2 separate regions of the Lactuca sativa genome follow, and region 1 is linked to region 2. A link is a contact called in public Hi-C data. All regions are on one chromosome and are shown on one strand. The core of a region is the stretch at or near the end of the contact, and the rest is flanking DNA. Distances in the headings are between cores, read along the strand shown. Region 1 holds the start of LOC128132856. Region 2 holds the start of LOC111879748 (transcription factor MYB16).

The links. Hi-C and Micro-C count contacts between places; a contact is called where the count stands out from the background.
Region 1: a Hi-C map of leaf shows a contact between it and region 2, with 8 times the contacts expected there. The contact joins the promoter of LOC128132856 here to the promoter of LOC111879748 in region 2. A contact is called at or near these places in 3 of 4 Hi-C or Micro-C datasets (leaf and seed).

Annotation. Positions count from the first base shown.
Region 1 is chr3:167,261,789-167,265,389 of Lsat_Salinas_v11, forward strand. LOC128132856 reads right to left here and starts at 1,278. Exons shown (of 3, transcript XM_052769851.1): 1 at 931-1,278; 2 at 538-603. The coding sequence starts at 1,278.
Region 2 is chr3:166,928,120-166,931,521 of Lsat_Salinas_v11, forward strand. LOC111879748 (transcription factor MYB16) reads right to left here and starts at 2,058. Exons shown (of 3, transcript XM_023876185.3): 1 at 1,794-2,058; 2 at 1,529-1,658; 3 at 229-1,441. The coding sequence starts at 1,926. The coding sequence ends at 586.

The DNA.
Region 1 (3,601 bases), core at 28-2,527, 330 kb after region 2:
TATTTCCCCCAAGGCAGTATTGCTCCTTTGAACTTTCTTCATGTAATTATCATCAAAGGTTACATAATATGTTTCTTCAATTCGTTTGGATCGTTTGTTCAAGACTTTGTATGCCTTTGAAGTGAGTGAATAACCAAGAAAAATTCCCTCACCAGCTTTGATGTTAAACTAATTGCAGTTCTCTTTTGAATTAAAGATGAAACACCTTGAACCGAACACATGGAAAAATTTAACATTGGGCTTTCGATTGTTTAGAATCTCATATGGAGTGATTGAGAATCTTTTGTTGAGCAAGGATCGGTTCTGAGTGTAGCACGTGGTTGCAATTGCGTCAGCCCAAAAGTATAGTGGTAGAGAAGCGAAGCTTAGCACGGTTCTGGCTGCCTCACAAAGGGAACGGTTTCGTCTTTCAACAATCTCATTCTGTTGTGGGGTATATGGGGCTGAGAAGTTGTGAGATATCCCCTTGTCAGCCAGAAAATCCTCTAAATCTTTATTTTTAAATTCCAACCTGTTGTCGCTTCTAATGTTTCTCACCAGCATTCGTAGTTGTACTTTCACTTGCTTGATGAACGACTTCAACTTGGGCATCGCATCTGATTTCTGTTTAAGAAAGAAAACCCAGGTGAAGTGTGAAAAATCATCTACTATGAAAAGAATGAACTTACTTCCACCGAATCTTTCGATAGCCGAAGGTCCACATAATTCAATGTGCAGAAGGTCAAGAGCTTCAACTATCTTTGTATTAATTCGTGTAGGATGGATCTTTCTGCTTTGTTTACCCATCGCACACGCTGCACACAGATGTTCCTTATCAAACTTGAGAAGAGGAAGGCCTCGAACATGGTCACCAAGCACCAACTTATTAATGTCTTTGAAGTTCAGGTGCGATAGGTGTCGATGCCACAACCAGCTTTCATCAGTGTTTGCCTTTGATAGCAGGTATATGGCTGGTTTTCCTCGAATTGGGTTGAGATTCAAAGGATACATCTCTCCCTTGCGTTCAGACTTTAACAAAACCTTTTTGGATTGCTTCTCAATTATTTCAGAGCCCTCATCATCGAATGAAACCTTCAAACCTGTTCCCACAAGTAATTGTGACACACTCGTGAGGTTATGCTGCAATCCTTCCACATAAGCTACTTTTCGAATAGAAAAGTCTCCATTGGTTATCATACCATATCCTTTGATTGTGCCATATGAGTTATTGCCATACTTCACACATCCACCATCCTTTAGGGACTGAAACTCCCTCAGCTCTTCCTTCCTTCCTGTCATGTGACGCGAGTAGCCACTGTCTATATATCATTCATCATCGAACTGCTCGTCACTTATCACCTACACATTCAAGAAGATTTAGGAACCCAAAGTTTCTTGGGTCCTTGTGAGTTTTTCACAGAAAAAGGAATTGCAGTAGAAACATCAACCAAATAAGTTCTTTTTATTAGAGTGGATTGATCTTTTCTTTTGATGGTATACACCTTCATTTTGGTTTTATCTTGTTTAAATTTTGGTGTATTCGATGGTGTGTTGTTAGATGGTCTTGGTGTTTTCTTTTGAATCCTAGGTTTAGCTGACTTTTTCTTATTTTTGATATCAAAATCAGAATCAAGTTTTCTCTTTCCTTTGATGTCCTTCACTAAATTGAATTTTCTTTGGGAGTTGGAAGGACCGAAACTAGACTTTTGACCGAAACTTGACTTTCGTTTCTGAGTGCTGATGTTGGAACTGAAAGTAGACGATTGGTTGTTAGCCTTGACGTTTGGACCGAAACTAGACATTCGGTTCTGAGCTTTGGAATAGTAGGAATTTGGATTGAAATTTTATTTTCGTTTGTCAATTGATTCTTTCTTAGGAGGTACGTAGTTGGGGTTTTGAGATTGCCAATAACGTTTTCGCTCATTCAGATTTTTATTGTATCTATGATTTCTTTGGCGTTTCTTTTCAGCTAACTCCTTCTGAGATTTGTGAATGTTGAAACTTGATTTTGGCTTTTTCCTTTGATTTTTGGTTGTCTTAGTTGGAATAACTGGTTCTCTCATTGGTTCTTCAGGGATTTCTTTTGTTCCACTTGTGCTTGGTTTGTCGAAACTCGAGGGTTTGTTGATAGGTTCAGCAACGTATCTTCCTTTAACTCTCCATGAAGTTTGCTCAGATAAGCCAATGGTTTCGTCTGTGTTGTCAATAGGGGCTGACCAGAAGTAATCGTCGCACCCTTCAGCATTGTCTTTGTCAACTAAGATTTTAACTCTGCCGTTTGTTTTCCAGTGACTCCTATAACAGCATAGACTTGATTCGGCACAGTTTGAACCTTATTATAAACCATTTCTTTCTCCTTGAGTTTTTGTGGCTTGTCCTTTGACAGGCGAGCGTATTCCACCGAATTTTCAGAAATGAGGGGTTTCTCATTTTCGGTTTCGCTTTTCATGAACTCAGAGAAATCAACCATGTCTTCAACTGAGATTTCGCTCATCTCACTTTCTTCATCAAATTCATACATATTTTCTATGTTCATTTTATTTTATGAAATTAATTTAGCGTCAGACGAGTCAAATGATTGAATGGTTTCGGACTTAATTTTTAACCTATCATTTTCTTCTAAAAGATTTTTGAGCATACATTTATGTTCCTTAGAGTCAATGAAGGTCTCTATTTTATCCAGTCCAATTTTGTAAGCATTAGATGTCTCTTCTGAGGACACTATTGATTCACACTCAGCAAGGACCTCATCCTCCTTAAATTCAAGGAAGGGTAAGATCATCTTATGAATCTTTTTCGCTATTTCACAACTTAAATGCAATTGAGCAATATTAGTATATAAGCGCTTAGCAATTAAATAAAAAACATTCCTTTGTTTCAAAAAATTTAAATTGTCTCATTTCAAATAAATACTTTCATCCCTAGCCCTAGTTAACTCCGCCTCCTTCAGCTCAATCCACATCCTTCTCTCTTCACTTTTTGAAGACACCCTGCTGAGTTGGTCAGTTAGGTTAGAATTCGCTAAGCGAGTTTGTATGAGACTACCACTTAAGTTAGAAAATTTAAATTTTAATTCATTTAATTCTTCTTCATAATTTGTTACTGGAACTTTAAGTGATTTAACGATGGAGTGTACCTTTTTGATCAGTCGATCACAGTCGTTGATCTTCTTACTCACGGGCTTGGCTGCAAAGTATTTGTCCTCGGTTAGGTTCGGCTCCTTATTTGAACTTTCGGTTGATCCACCAGTTGTGACCATCAAACATCTTCCTGCCGAACTTGCATCCTTTGCCACATAAGCTTTTCCATGAGTGGGCTTTCTCACCTCTTCATCTTCAGAATCGGTTGACCAAACTTCAACGCCACTGAACTCATCTTCTTCTGCATTTTCCTGCACAATCAAGGCATTCATAGAACTTTTATAAGCCTTCTTTTTCTTGATCTCTTCTAGTTTCGCATGTAGTACGCCTCATCGTCTTCACCATCTCTTTTCTCATCCATTTTCCTTAGCATGCAATCTTCGTCAAAGTGGTTCTTGCCGTGACAGTAATTTCAATCAAACCCAGAGTCTCCTGTAAGTTTGCTCTCCTTCTTGTCATCATCCTTTTGAGAAGTAATTTTC
Region 2 (3,402 bases), core at 808-3,307:
TATATGTCAAATGTCAATTCATAGGGGAGGATAAAAAAAAGGAGAAAAAGGGGGGCTATTTACCTGTTCCCAGTTACTAATTGTATTCTGAAAATTGTATTAAGCTGATTAATTGTATGCAAAGGTCGTTGTGTTTTCTCCCTGACCAAGTCTACTTTAATGCAACTAGCTATTAAGCATTGCATGTGAAAGAATTGGAAAAAGAAGCATACAAGTACAATAGAAGCATTAAAATCAAAATCAAACACCATTTTGGACTAGATTAGTAAGTCTCACTTTCTTTTCCAAAAGGTTGATACGATTATAAGATAACAAAGAACATGAAGTTCAAGCCGTACAACAGGCCTTCGATAGATAATGGATCATCAAGATTATGTCTAACATAAACGCCTTTTAAATAGTAAGTTATAGGAGTTTGAATTATTACACAATTCTATCGGAATTCAAAAAAATCAAAAAAAAAAAAAAAACCCTAGACATTAACCCTAGGAATCAACATGTTCTTACAACGTACACATGCAAGCATTTCAAGGACAGCATTTGGTCGAAAAAAAATGAACAAAAATTCGAGTGAGATATGGGCTTCTAAAACAAAGGAGGATCTTGCATCGAAGAATTCACCAAATTAAGAATGTTATTCCAGTAATTCTTACTATTATCCTCGTAGTAATTACTGTTGTTCACTCCATTAGGTTCGAGATCATTGCCGGAATCACCACCACTTTGTAAATTCCGATGACCACCGCCGGAACTGCTCAATAAAAGATCTGTAAAACTCTCTAAGAAATTGCCACCAGGGACGTGTTCATTATTGTTATCGGACGCCATGGTTACTCCACTGAACCCAGAAGTTAATGGAATCGAATTCTCCATGTCGTTTTCGTCCTTGTACTCCCACTCCTCTTCACCATCTTCTCCGGTGGCTCCATCATCGCAAGATCCCGATGAATTGCCACCAACAAACTCGAAAAAGTTAGTGGAACTCTCTCCGACGCCAGTGGTGGAAAGTGTCGAAGTTGGTGATTCTATATCTCCGATCCCATTAACGCCGTCGTCATTCTGCTTGCCACCCCAAACTCTATCCCATGCCTTGAGTATATCAAGACACCTTGTGGGTTCCCCGGCGGTGGTTGCCAATAATTTAACAGACGCCATGGATGCATCGACTGATCCAACTTGCTTTTCAACTGGGCATCGAAGCTTAGATTGTTTGACTAATCTGGCTTCAGCCTCGAGCCGAGCACTCTCCCATTGAGCCATGTGGCTTAAGTTAGCCACACTCTTCGATTGACCATCAGTACACAAAAGGGTGTCGTTTTTTGGCTTGTGGCTCACTGGATCTATCCCCATTTTCGTCAACCTCTTTTTCAGATGAGTATTCCAGTAGTTCTTGATCTCGTTATCTGTTCTTTTTGGCAAATGAGTTGCTATGGCTGACCACCTAATCATAAACATAAGCACATTAGATCTGTATTATATTATTGTATAACAAATCATAATGAGATAACACGTTAAAGGATAAAAATACCTGTTACCCAAAAGAGCATGAAGTTGGATGATCGTTTGTTCTTCTTGAAGACTAAATTTGCCTCTCTTGATGTCAGGTCGAAGATAATTGGTCCATCGCAACCTGCAACTTTTCCCGCATCTTTGAAGTCCTGTTTAGTTTGTGTTTTTGAATCAGTAATTTGTATTCTTAGGCAGAATAAAGTAAGAGAAAATTTTTGTCATGATCAATTTGGTATGAAGATAATATGTGTATTCATATAAGTAGCAAGTAAAAGAAGTGAAACCAGCTTTCGAAGGCAAAGCACGCCAACTTCCATGGCCGTGTTCTTCGATGTAAGCTAAAAGCTTCTGATCTTCTTCGGGAGTCCATGGTCCTTTCTTCAGTCCTACCTTATCGCAGCAGGGAGATCGTCCCATTTAATACCTATTCTTACTTTATAGTTTTCTATATATCGGAAAACCACCTCCGTCGCCGGAGATCACTTCACTTGGTTTTGAATTCCGAAGGATGAAACAAAATACTAAGGTTTTTGATATTTGCAATTTTATAGTGGCATCTACACATGCCTAGTATACCCCTCTTCATGTTCTAAAAGGCTAGTACAGTAAAATCCATTTATAATATAATAAATGTAAATCAATTTAAGCGATAAAAGTTAAATATCTTTCACAAATGTTTATTTTGATACAAAATTATAATAATATTTGTGGTTTAATTGGATGTCGTTATATAATTTTTTTTCTATATTTAATTATAGGCGGATCCACCTTGGAGCCTGGGTATCCCAGGATGCCCCTAAACATTTTTTCAGTAGTATATTTCGTTTATGTTGAGTTTGAAGTGTCTTCTTCCCCCACTAAAACCCTAGACGACCTCACCCTTTTTTCAGTCTTTCTCTCGGGTTTGGTAGCTAAGAGGGAGGGAGAAGCGATTCAAATGGTCTAAGAGAAGTTACTAAGGGTAAGGGCTAAGAGGCTTTCAAAGATTTGAGCATTTGTATGTTTAAATCAAGCAAAAAGGCCATGGATACACAGCTGCGTCGACTTTTGATAACAGATCAAGACATTACGTTTTTGACACAATTGACCACTCGGGTTTAAGCATATAAACGGAATCTACCATTTAGCCAATTTATCTAATTAAAATAGTTTTTGGAAATTGCTATTTACCCTCTTGAGATATATAATGTTTATTTAAAGAGTAATGATTTATTATTATTATTATTATTATTATTATTATTATTATTATTATAATTAAAAGAATTAATTACCGGAATCGAAACGGATGTTCTAGATATCACTACAAGAAGATTGGGCAACAGCGGCGACACGTGTCGCCGCTAAAACCTTTAGCGGCGATATGTCACTGCAAATGCGTCGCCGATATTGTTTCGTCGCTAATACGCTGAATGTCGCCGCTAATACTCATGGTCGCCGCTAATACAAGGCGTCGCCCGCTAATACTATCTGTCGCTACTAATAGGGTGTCGCTGCTAATAACATAGTGTCGCCACAAAATTAAGCACTTTGAAACCATATACAATACATTACTAGAAGTAAGTTGCTATTAATAACCTAATTAAGCCAAATGTATACATCAAATTTGCATATTCCAATTTCATCCAATTAAGCCAAATGTATACATCCAATTTCATACAATTTGCATATTCCAATTTCATCTACTTTACATATTCCAATTTCATCAAATTTCATACAATTAAGCCAAATGTATACATCCAATTTGCATATTCCAATTTCATCCAATTTCATACAAATTTATACATCTAAATTTCATTCAACAAAATTGAATGAAATTGAAAATGCATACAATCCAACAAAATTTATACATCTTAATTTATACATCTAAATTTCATACAAATTTATACATCTAAA